2 separate regions of the Mus musculus genome follow, and region 2 is linked to region 1. Evidence: chromatin contacts called from public Hi-C data. All regions are on one chromosome and are shown on one strand. Each heading gives the region's core, a stretch centred on a gene start, on an enhancer-like site or on the middle of the called end of the contact. The rest is flanking DNA. Distances are from core to core; before and after follow the strand shown. Region 1 holds the start of Htatsf1 (HIV TAT specific factor 1). Region 2 has its middle 50 kb from the start of Vgll1.

The links. Hi-C and Micro-C count contacts between places; a contact is called where the count stands out from the background.
Region 2: a Hi-C map of Th1 cells shows a contact between it and region 1, with 2.7 times the contacts expected there. The contact joins the enhancer-like site here to the promoter of Htatsf1 in region 1. A contact is called at or near these places in 3 of 39 promoter capture datasets (the 3T3-L1 cell line, 3T3-L1-derived adipocytes and trophoblast stem cells), 2 of 484 Hi-C or Micro-C datasets (Th1 cells and cortical neurons) and 2 of 9 other capture datasets (adipose tissue and liver).

Annotation. Positions count from the first base shown.
Region 1 is chrX:57,049,821-57,056,238 of GRCm38.p6, reverse strand. Htatsf1 (HIV TAT specific factor 1) reads right to left here and starts at 2,669. Exons shown (of 10, transcript NM_028242.2): 1 at 2,474-2,669; 2 at 2,041-2,285; 3 at 561-741; 4 at 147-194. The coding sequence starts at 2,229.
Region 2 is chrX:57,134,703-57,141,120 of GRCm38.p6, reverse strand. No RefSeq gene overlaps it. Among named protein-coding and RNA genes, the nearest start is that of Vgll1, 50 kb to the right of the region's middle. Within about 2 kb of position 3,285, at least 5 of the 459 cell types and tissues checked have an H3K27ac peak or open chromatin away from gene starts, as enhancers often do. A contact at or near this core is called in Th1 cells, where this site is marked.

The sequences.
Region 1 (6,418 bases), core at 1,420-3,919:
CATAACTTTTCTTCATTCCATACTAAGTAAATTCCTAGCTAACAAAAGCAGGTGAACAAAACCCACCAAAACTAAAACTCACTTAGCACAAAGTCTCAACACTAAATGTTTCCAACATGAAAACGGCATTGCAACAGTATAAATACCTGACACGTATACATTTGTATTTCTGTCTTCTTCAACATGGAACCATCCTAAAAAAATCAAAGGGAAATAAATAAAACATTCGAAAGAAACAAGAATTACATTATGAAATCTTGGCAATGGCAGTTTCTTCAAAGTTTTAGAATGTTCTCTTTATTTCAGAAGACGACGACTAATTCAAATCACTACAGAGCGTGCAAAATACATAAACCTTTCGACTGTGAATGACCTTTATCGCTCTGAAAAAGAAAAAGGGCTACCTCTGTTCTTCATGACTTTACGCCTATTTGAAAGTGAAAACTCGTCACATCATCGCTCTTTCAACGCTATTATAATTCTGCAAAATGTAAAACGGATTTACAAATTTTTCCTATCTCACTTCTAAAGGCAGGTTTGGCAAGGACAGGACCACTTGCCAGATTCAGCCTTTCTCTTTTCCCCCTTCCTTTTGGAGTCAGGGGTCTCCGGGACTTCTTTTTGTGGAGGTTCTTCTACAGCCTTAGTGTTGGCGTCCTGGACGTTCGCAGTAGAGCTGGATGCACCATCACTAGAAAAGCCGTAGTTAGCCTGATACGTAGCAATGAAATCTTCGGTGATCTAAATAGAGAAGTCAAAACACATGCAGACAAGGTTAATTTACTTGTGGAAACTGTGGTATAAGGCTGTACATTCAGAAATATAACCTAAAACTTAAAACAAGTGTTTACACCACAAGCAGCTGTACTAATTCAAGTACAACCCAAGACCAGTCTCCTTATATGGACACCATGTAGTGTGATCAAAGTAGGACAAAGGTGCACAGACTGCCAAAACAACACGCATAGTTTTAAGTGATGCTATCACCCGTTCCTACATGTTTATAAATTACTACTTCTCTACAGTGTATATGACTAAAGTGGCCAATACATAAAACAAAAAAAGTATTGAATAAACGAGATGGTAAAACCCAAAGTCAACTAGTAATTTCATCACCGAATCCACTTTTGGGTACCCAGATACCAAATAATTGTTTGTCAGACTACTAAAAGCGCTCTTTAAAGAAATCACATGTACAGTCAAGTGGGCATTGCCAGTCCAGAAGTTCAATTGTAAATTTTTACAGTTTGGGATGCTTAAAATATGCACAAATAAATAGCTGAAATTTTTCAACCAACAATCAATCCCCCTGCACAATGGAAAAAGTTTTGTGTGATTGCCTCTCCGGTCGCTTGTCGCGCTGTTAGTTCCCTTTGATGCCAAAGTTCCTATGAGGCTAAGACTAACAGAGTACAGTTACCATACAGTTTACAAGACCAGGTTCAACACCACTTGTGCTATTTCCATGTTGAAATTAAACACTTAGCAATTCCCAAGTACAAATGTATAGATCTCTTTCATTCATTTCCTGTGCATTCCTAGTCATATTCCTGTGGTTATAGGGTCCGAACTCAGATGCCCTGGAACAAAATTTAATAGATAAAACAAGAATCAAGAAAAGTTTCTTCAGTAGAGGTGAATGACACCTCTTCCACCCTGTAAATCAACAAGCTGCATTCTACACAAACATGTACAGGAAGCGTAAATTAAGTTTGGCTATACAGGATAAAAGTCTTACTAATGTGATTTCCTTGGTGTTCTTCCTCTGTGCAGTAAAAATATCAAGATAAAAACGAATTGTGACCTTCACATACATACACAAATTAATAAGGCACAAAAAAATCACTTAAGGCACCACCCTAAGATTTACTTTCCTTTATACATCGGGAATGCAATAGACTGAACCAATAGACTAGCCACCAACCACCGGTTCAGAGACCTAGTACTTCAGTGGAGCAAACAGAAGAGGAATGTCCCGCAAGGGCTGCCAGTGAACCCTATGGCCCCGCTCCGCAGTGGGACTCCGATACTCTTTCTTACCTTAGGGAACCAAGCCTTCTTATCAAGGTCCCACTCGTAAGGAGTGTCATCTGGTGGTTGTCCCAAAGAATGGGCTTCTCCAGAGGGCTCATTCTGGGTGTCACCTTCCTTGGGGTCTCCTCCATACAATTCTTGCATTCGCAATTGCTCATCAAACTCATCGTTCCCGCTCAAGTTGTTGCCACTCATGGTTCTCACGTAGTCCCGGACACCGCGGTCAGAGAAGTGAAGAGGCCGAGAGGGCGCTGGACAAGAGCAGAGAAAGAGAGGTCTGCAGAGCTTGGACTGTGCACTGCAACTCCCGGGCCGCCTCCCGCAGCGCCCCAGCAGACCCTGGGAAGTCTGCGAGGCACCGCCCAGACTCCGCCCTCCCGCCCGCCCCCCTCGTGCACGCCTGCGCCAACAAATGGTCAGCGCTGTCGCTGCCACCCACCTGGCGGGCTCCGCAGGGCCTCGCCGCCGCCGCTGCTGGGGCCAGGGCGAGGCGGAAGCGCGCAGGCGCGCTGTCACCGCTGCGGCCGGTTCCGGAGGCGCCACAGCTTCCTCCCCGCCACGTCAGGCAACGAGTTGAGAGCGAAGTCCCCCTCAGGCTGATGCAGTCGCCATTGTCCGCGCGGGTGGCAACGTAGCGGGTCGCGCCGACCCGCCCACGGGACGTCAAAGGTCCGCGACGCTTGCGCGGCCAGGGGGCGGGGCCTCGGAGCCCGGCTGCCGCCGCGTGTCTGTACTTATTGGGAACTGGCCTTTAGGGACGCAGCCTGCCGAAATGCATGGCACCTCGTTAACCTCGGGCTCCTCTGCGCTCCGGACGAGTTTGGCCGAAGCGATAGCCTGAAAAAGGACTCTTCCAGTAGAGCTGGCGCGGAATGGGCTTTGCGGCAGGCGCCATCTTGGGGAGGTGGGTGGGACCGTGGGACAAGTTTCTCCCGCTTCGCGAAACCTTGGCGCCTCCTTCGCGCAAATCCCCGCCCCTGCACTGGAGCCGAGGATTGTCTTATTTTTCGAATGCTTGTCCTTAGTGTACACGCGGGTTTTGTTCATCTTAGTAACCCAAACACATAACATGCTGTTTGGAGGTCTAGTGAAGCATGAGTTAACAAGCAGTGGGCAGAAGGCCCCATCACTTCCTAATCTCACCCCCCTTTTAGGCATCTGGTACCACCCTCTGGCTGCTGTAGGTGAGAGGAGCTTTTGCCTGCAGCTTACTGCAACGTGTCCGAGGTGTTCCAGACTGGAATTTGAAGCTTGAGTGTAAACATAACCCTATGGCCTCATTTCCTTGTGTCTTAGTAAGACAGCCAACAGTCTTCCAAGAAAAGCTGAGCTTTTTCCTTAGATGTTTCATGCACCTAGAAAAGGGAAGGGGTCCATATTTTTAGGACAGACAAGTATTTACTGAACTCCTATTAAGTGCCAGGCTTTGAGGGAGATTCTGAGGCAGCAGCTAAGACATGCACAAATCAAGGGCGGTTCAGTTATAGTTGGCGAACAATATGACAGGAGCACCAGATGCGGGAGAGCAGCAATTATTTTGTTTTAAGCATTTTTTAAATATTTTTATTAGGTATTTTCCTCATTTACATTTCCAATGCTATCCCAAAAGTCCCCCATACCCCTCCCCACTCCCCTACCCACCCACTCCCACTTTTTGGCCCTGGCATTCCCCTGTACTGGGGCATATAAAGTTTGTAAGTCCAAATGGCCTCTCTTTCCAGTGATGACTGACTAGGCCATCTTTTGATACATATGCAGCTAGAGACAAGAGCTCCAGGGTACTGGTTAGTTCATATTGTTGTTCCACCTATAGGGTTGCAGATCCCTTTAGCTCCTTGGGTATTTTCTCTAGCTCCTCCATTGGGGGCCCTGTGATCCATCCAATAGCTGACTGTGAGCATCCACTTATGTGTTTGCTAGGCCCTGGCAAAGTCTCACAAGAGACAGCTATATCAGGGTCCTTTCAGCAAAATCTTGCTAGTGTATGCAATGGTGTCAGCGTTTGGAAGCTGATTATGGGATGGATCCCCGGATATGGCAGTCTCTAGATGGTCCGTCCTTTCATCACAGCTCCAAACTTTGTCTCTGTAACTCCTTCCATGGGTGTTTTGTTCCCAATTCTAAGAAGGGGCAAAGTGTCCACACTTTGGTCTTTGTTCTTCTTGAATTTCATGCGTTTAGCAAATTGTATCTTATATCTTGGGTATCCTAAGTTTCTGGGCTAATATCCACTTATCAGTGAGTACATATTGTGTGAGTTCCTTTGTGATTGGGTTACCTCACTCAGGATGATGCCCTCCAGGTCCATCCATTTGCCTAGGGATTTCATAAATTCATTCTTTTTAATAGCTGAGTAGTACTCCATTGTGTAAATGTACCACATTTTCTGTATCCATTCCTCTGTTGAGGGGCATCTGGGTTCTTTCCAGCTTCTGGCTATTATAAATAAGGCTGCTATGAACATAGTGCATCTTTTTACACTCAAAAAGTAGACAATTCTAAACAGCTTTTTTTTTGATGGATTACATTCATCAACAAGGCTCATTGCAATAATGTTAACTATTCAAGTAAAATTTTTAATCATTAAAAGTAAAAAGTGGGAGTGGGTGGGTAGGGGAGTGGGGGGGAGGGTATGGGGGACTTTTGGGATATCATTGGAAATGTAAATGAGGAAAATACCTGATAATAAAAAAGACACTAAAAAAAAAAGAAAAAAAGTAGCAATAAATACTATATGTGTAAACATCAGTACTATGACCCAGACTTGACCATAGGGAAAAGCTTGTCAGAAATTACTCCGATTCCAGTCACCTTTGTTTGTAAATACAGTGGTTCCAGGTGGGTTCTAGAATATTTTGGCTCCTCACAGACCTCTGAATCTGATTTCAACCTTAGTGATATTATTAAAGCAGTAGTTGTTTCCAAATATACTTATTTTTACGAGGTTCTTGTTTTTAGTAGAAGAATTGGAGAACTGAACTTGTATATATGCTGTGGATTTTGTTAGATGCATTTAAACACTGCTAAGTAGTTCTTGCTTTGATCTAAAAACTGTATATAGATCTTTTCACTAATTTGTTATTAGGCTTCCATTTCATTCTGGAGTATGTTTACAATAGAAGAGATAGTGCGCTGCATGATTGTTATTGCACATAGCACACACTCTTAATGTTGGAGATACCCTAACCTCCCCACCACACACACACACACAAGGAAATGGGGAAAAATATTTTTTTTTGGTTTGTTTTTTTGAGACAGGGTTTCTCTGTGTAGCCCTGGCTGTCCTGGAACTCACTCTGTAGACCAGGCTGGCCTCGAACTCAGAAATCCACCTGCCTCTGCCTCCTGAATGCTGGGATTAAAGGCGTGTGCCACCATGCCCAGCTGGGAAAAAATCTTCTGTCAAGGTTGCAAGTCACCCAGTTGCTTTTGTCCAAAAGCTTCCTGGAAGCCTATAGAGAATCTGGCTCAAGGTAGCATTGCAGTTTGCACTAGATACTTGCCTGAGCCAGTATACATTTGTTCCATAAAGTTTGAGTACAAACAGATATAGACTCGGTGTCAGAGTAGAATGAAAACGGGTGCCTATAGAAGATAAAAGGCCTGAGAAGGGCCTTCTCTGCAGAAGTTCCTCTGCCTTACTTATAAACACTTTATGGAAGGTCACACACACACACACACACACACACACACACACATCCTCATGATGTTTGGGAGTTTTCTTGTCCTTATATCTTGTAATCTATAAACCTAGTTGGGAAGGCGTTTCTTCTGACAAAAAAAAAAAAATTGATGTATCTTTAACCTAAGATAATATGAACTTCAGAAATGCTTTAAAGCAACATTTGCTTACAGAAGGTATACAATGTTAAATTGGGGACACTTTTCAGTGAGGAAGATAATACCCTCTGGACACGCTTTGGTCATATATGACTTTGTCACTGTTTTTATACCTCCTAGAGTATTGCTGTGATCCATATCCTAATTGTTAAGGAAGGAAATACCTTGATCAAAATTAGGACATGTTCACAATATGTTTTGCATGTGCCCAAATCTCTCCCTATCTAGAACCCTCAATAAAGAAATGAAATATCGTCGGGCGTGGTGGCACACGCCTTTTATCCCAGCACTTGGAAGGCAGAGGCAGGCGGATTTCTGAGTTCGAGGCCAGCATGGTCTACAAAGTGACTGCCAGGACAGCCAGGGCTACACAGAGAAACCCTGTCTCGAAACAAACAAACAAACAAAAAAAAAAAAAAAAACAAAAAGAAACGAAATATCTCAGGAGAACTTTGTACAACAATAAGCAATATAAATGTAATTGTGGCTATTATTATAGCCACCTATGAAGTTAACCCCAAGAAATAAAATCAGTTCATTTCCC
Region 2 (6,418 bases), core at 2,036-4,535, 84 kb before region 1:
ATGTTGAATCTGTAGGTAATATGCTTTAATATGTAAGAAGATATTGCTTTCTAACCTGTTTCCAAGAAAAATTCTTGCCACTTCTCCCTCCTTCTCCTCCTCCTCTTCCTCTCATGCCCCCTCTCCAACAAGGTTTCATATATTTTCATATATTCTGAGCAGGTCTTAAACTTACCATAGAGACTGAACTCAAGGCTTTGTGCATGCTAGACAAACACTGTACAATTGATTCTGTACCCTATCCTTCCAGTTCTTTTTAAATCAGCCTAAGATGCCACAACACCTCTTCTGGGAAACCTTCCTGTACTGCCATCAGCATAGTGCACAGTTAACTCCTGTATCTCTACAATAGGATCCTTGGAGGACTTGACTCTGTACTTCCTTCTATATATTTATCACCAGATTTAGTGCCCCTGAATATAACCAACTGCAACCAGCATTCTATATAAGCTTTGTGGTTTTGTGTGTGTGTGTGTGTGTGTGTGTGTGTGTGTGTGTGTGTCTGTGTGTGTGTGTGTCTGTGTGTGTGCACGCACGCATGCACTCGAATGCACGCACATGCATGTGTGCATACATGCATGCCTGTGCATGAATATGTGGAGACCAGAGGTTGACAACAGCCTCTTATTTTTTTTTTTTTTTTGAGATGATGTCTCTCCTTGATCTTGGAGTTCGCTGGTTCAGCCAGACAGGTTGGCCATTGAGCTTCAAGGATATACTTCTCTGAGCTCCCACAGCACTCTGCCCTGTCCCAGCACTGGGGAACACATATCTACACTTCTGTAATGTGGGTGGTGGGGATCTGAACTCAGGTTTGCATGCCTTCACAGCAAACACTTTCCTAATCAAGCCACCCCACACCTCCTAGGTAACACTTCTCAAAACACTTCTACATGCTCCCCTACCATGGGCTGAATTCCTCCTGTCATATAGTTTATTAGATTTACTGCAGTCATCTATTTGCTAGTCAGTTTCCAGTGGTATGTTAATATATGCTCAGCAACTCATCTTCTGAAAGGAAAAACCAAATTCCTAGTCTGAAAGGATCATAGATTTTCATAGCTCCTCCACTGCTAATTTCACTTTCTCCACACGAAGTAATATAACACCCAAGTTGGAATGAGGTAGCCAAGAAGTCCTCCATTATCCCTTGTACAAATTCCATGCTTTTGCTCCGGAAGATACACACAACTTCAAAGGCAAAGATGATGAAATGCACTTTAACTAGGCAGTGCCCCTGTTTTGAGTATCTATGACCTCTGTTTTGAGTATATTATGTTCAGTTATAAGGTTTTATAATCATTCCTCAGAATCCAGGCGGGTGTAGACCTAACTATTCCCCTGGATGTCAAAACATGAAGATGCTCAAATTCTTTATATAAAATGGTATTGTATTTACATGCAACTTATGCAAATCATCCTATATACTTTAGCTCTTCAAATGTTAGTGATGTACACCTCTAGACCCCAGATGACTTGTTAATGCCCAACACAATGTAAATGCTATGTGAATAGCTGTTTATACTGCACTATTTAAGGAATAATGCAAAGCAAAATTCATGTAGATAGATGTAGAAAGGAGATAATTTTTAATGTAGAACCCACAGGTATGGGGCTGGCTATATAACTCCATGGTCTTAACTGTGTGTTTCACAGATGGTCTGTAAGACTTCTACTCGTCTCTGAAGTCAGAAGGAGTTTGCTTCAGCATGCTGCTGTCTGTCTCCCTGACTATGCTGGGAGCTTGAAAACTGAGTCTGGGCCAGCTTGGTTCTCACTGCAGATGAGGCGTTACTAATGTTCACTGGGGGCAGCCAGGCACAGCAATTCTTTTGTCTTTATTCTGAAGAATTGAGAGATAGGAGAGAGAGAGAGAGAGAGAGAGAGAGAGAGAGAGAGAGAGAGAGAGAGAGAGAGAGAGAGAGAGAGAGAGAGGAGTTTAGTATACTGTTTAACTAAAAGAACCCCTTGGCAAATCCAATAGAGGAAGCTATATCACCCTCAGAACATCAGAGCATCAGAGGTCAGAACATCATTATACATGTCCAGCACTTCCTACCAACTTCCTCTGTGTTGAGCTAATATGATCCTCTTCAAATATGAGCTTTCTATTGAGGAGCTATCTTCAACTTTCCTCCTAAAAAAACAGACAAGATATTATAGACATGATAATTTAATCTATATATTTATTTATTGCAGTGTTGAGTACAGAGCCCAGAGCTTTGTGCGTTCCAGGCAAGCATTCTCCGTTGGACTAGACAACCACATGCTGTTTTAAGCATATTTGTTTTAAAAAGCAGGATCTTACTAAGTTCCCTTGGCCTCACTCTTCAGGCTGGGTAGACCTTGAACTTGAATTCTTCTGCCTCTGTCTCTTGAGTACCTGAGGCTACAAGTCTGCTTGTACCAGCAGTCCTGGCCAGATCTGCAATTGATGCCACCTAATGCCATGCAGCAAGACAAGTATTTTCTAAGCTTTGGGAAATGACAATTAGAATAGCCTGAGTACCAGCCAAAGGGGCTTTAAAGCCTATCCCTCACCCCCACCCCTCACCAATGTTTCCTGTAATGAGACTAACTACTCTGAAGCAACAGGCCTGCTCTCAGCAGGAGAGAATGCCAGAAAAGGTATATTTGAAGCCCAATCCCAAGGGTGACTCATAGAACTCTCTAGAAGTGAACTTTCAGTAATCATAGCAATAGCTAACATGCAATGAGTGCTTCCTACCTTTGTGCCCAGCACAATATGACACTCTCCTTAGAGTCTAATGAAGCCTCACAGAAAGCCCCCCACTTCACTGAAATCAGCAGTTTTCTGGGACTATTGCCAATCTAGTAAGACCACACTGTGGTTGGAATCAAAAGTTTTTACTTCATAAAACATTAAAAACCAATTGTTAAGACTCTCTAAGAAATCACAGTTGATGCAAAGTCTCTCCTTAATGACACCTTTTATTCCCACATAGTGTCGTTTAAACTGGCAGAAGCTGTGGCTTTCTTGTGAGTGTGTCTAAGTGACCTTGAAGCCCTCCACTGAGAAACATGGCAGGAAGAGATCCCACAGGCTCAGCTTTCTCCTTCTCTGGCATCTGTTCAGAGAACTGAAATCTGTTGGCTTTTTAGTGCAGTGGGTGACAATGCCCACAGTCCCCTACTACAATCTTCAATAGCTTGACATTTCAAATCATTTGAATAAATCAAAGTGACAGAGGCACCTGAAGTTGCTGAGCTGGGGAGATGCTCATAGAGAGTGAGAAAGACATTTTCATTTTGTTGCTGATGAGCAAGATGAGTAAGTTTGGAAAGGAAGTGGGGCACTTTGTGGCAAGAACCTGTTCAGAGACAGGGTTACAGTAGTGCCTCTGTCTTTGGGAGTAAAAACCTGGTCCAGAACTGTTTCCAAACTATACAAAATGGACACTTTTAAAAACCTAATCTGAGGATCTGGGGATGCAGCTCAGTTGGTAGGGTACTGGCATAGATTGTGTGAAATCCAGAGGTTGGCTTCGATTCCCATACTGTATAAATTTGTGGTGGTACATGCATATAATTGCAGTACTTGGTGAAAGAGGGGAGATGAAATGTTCAAGGTCATCCATGGCTACATAGCAAGTTCAAGGTTAAGCTGGATAACTCGCGACCCTGTCTCAAACCAACTGAGGAGTGAAGAGATGACTCAGCAGTTAAGAGCACTTGCAGCTTTTGCAGAAAACTGGGGCTCTGTGCCCAGCGCCCACATTAAGTGGTTGATAACTATTTGCAACTCTAGTTCCAAGAGATTTGACACCCTCTTCTAGCTTCAGCAGGCCTGTGCATATGTCATGTGCATACACATGCATTCAGGCCCATACACATACGTATAAAATAAAAACATAAATCCATAAAAACAGAACAAAACAATAAGGCAACAAAACCAAGATACCACCTGATGTGTAAAATTCACCTTTTCCCTGAAAATCCAGTAAGTTCTAACCTGCACTGCAAATTCTTACAGTCACTTAAAGAAGTGAATCCAGGGTCTGCAAGATATCTCAAAAGCAAAGGAAAGGCACTTGCCACCAAACCTGACAACTTGAGTTTGGTCCCTGTGGATCCACATGGTAGAAGGAGGAAACCAACTCCAGTAAGTTGTCCTCTGACTTATACATGTGTGCTATGGCCTGTGTCCTCTCATTAAATAAATAAATGTTACAGAGATAACATTCAAGCTGGTGAGATGGCTCAGAAGTTGGGAACATTGACTGCTTGTCCAGAGGACCAGAGTTCAATTCCCTGTACCCACATGGTAGCTCACAACTGTCTGTAACTCCAGTTTCAAGAGATCCAAAACCCTCACATAGACATTTATGCAAGCAAAAGAACAATGTACATAAAATGAGAATAAATAACTTATTTTTTTAAAAAAATAACATTTAAAAAGTTTTGTTTTATTTTTAATTAGGGGGTGGGAGGGGGCTATGTGTACATGAGTGCAGATGCCCTTAGAGGCCAGAAGGCAGCATCTGGAGTTACAGAATCCATATGAGGCACCCAAATGAGGGTTCTCGGGACTGAACTCAGATCATCTACAAGATGAGTGTGTGCTTTTAATTACTGATCCATCTCTCCAGTCCCTAAAACAAAGCCCTCTATTTTTAAAGAGGCCTATCCAGTTTCTTTTCCATGTAACTTGAACCTAGGTCTCCTATACCTATTGACTGAAGTCTTTTCCTAGAAAAGACCACTGTTTAAAACCATACCTCTGGTACTCCTCTATGTGTGTGCAGGAACATCCTGAATCTCTTTATGAATTGAGCATTTGAATATGCTCAAAGCAGAGGGAAGGGGAAGCAAGCAAAGAAACAACACCCAAGAAATTTACATACAAGGCCAAAAAATACAGCCTGAGTCCAATTCAGAAAGGAAGATCATTTTCATGCGAATCAACCCATCATCAAACTATCAAACTATCATCTATAAATCGATGATAGTGGGCATTAAGAAGAACTGATTCAGAGGGGATTTGGGCAGGGGTACTTCATAGTTGAGTCACTGTAATTGTCAAGTTGGTGTTGTAAGATTTACTAACAAACCCCAGCACCTCACTCTGGAGTATGGGTTTCTTTGTCTTTTGGCTTTCAGTTTAGACACAGAAAGAAGTAAAAAATTACAGGCAGAAAGAGTTATCTAAATCAGCAGAGCTGAAAGTAAGAAGGACTTTTTGGCTCCTTTGTAAGTAGAGATTGAATGATGACAACTAACTCTGAAAGCCTAAGAAGAAAATACAGCTACATGGTCAGCTATTGGACACAAGTAATGCCCTTGTGTCCAAGTAAAGTCCCCTTAGTTCTTGAGCTACTAATGCTACCTTAAGATCAAGTCATGGCATTGCCAGTGTCAACTCTATAACCAAATCAGGGCAAATATGTTGCCTCTAATAAGCTCAGTCCTCCCAGCACATTAGAGTCACCCAGATGTCCACCTCCCTTCTCTATCACCATGGGGACACTGGGCTTATACATGTATACTACTATGCCTGGTTTTATGTGGGTTCTGGGGATTTGAATTCAGATCCTATTTTATTGGCAAGTGTTATAGGTGGACCTGATACTGTTCTTGTGAACCAATCTTCTAATGGATAAAGGAGCCAATCACTGGGCGAGTAGGAGGGACTTCCAGGTTGGACGGAGGAAGAGAGAAAGCAGGAGAGAGTTAGGTCTTTTGGAACTGGGATAGCATAAAGGCAAGATGTAGCTACTAGAGTTTCCCAGTATCATGGTGGACCTGTCAGGATTTGCTACGTAAGGAATCAGATTTAATAAAGCTTAAAAGATAACGTTTTAGTTGTTGCACCCAGAGCTTGAGTTACTATTGTTTCCGAACTAAGTCTGTGTGGTATTTTCCGTCAAGTGGTGGTTCGACTGGGTTCAAGAGAGAAACGTACAGTGGCCAAGTGTGAGTTTGCCAGATATGCACCACAAAGGCCATGAGGGATTTGAATCACAGGATTGGTGTGGTAGCAACCCACCAGTGGGAACCTAGCAAGCTGGGTGGAGAGATTGTGGAGTTCCGAGTCAGAGTCTCCGTGAGATAAAATCAGACCAGCCATTGTCCGCCAGTGCATGGCCTACCTGCTGGCTTGATTTTTTAATATTTCCGGCACCTTGCCCACTCACCCATCTATATCCCCAGCCTCACCTTGAAGTTTTCAAAATTCTTGACATCTGAGCAACTTCTCAATCAAATACAATCAGAAATTGTAATAACAATTTGCTGCTGGGGTAATAACATTCAGGAATCAGGAGTTTTGTCCTTGATTGATTGATTTAATTTCTAGGTATTATTATTTTGACTCACTGCTAGGTGATTTCAATGCATGTCAAACATCAAGAACCACAAACTAAGAAGGAATGACACACAGATGAAATTAAAGGAGTCT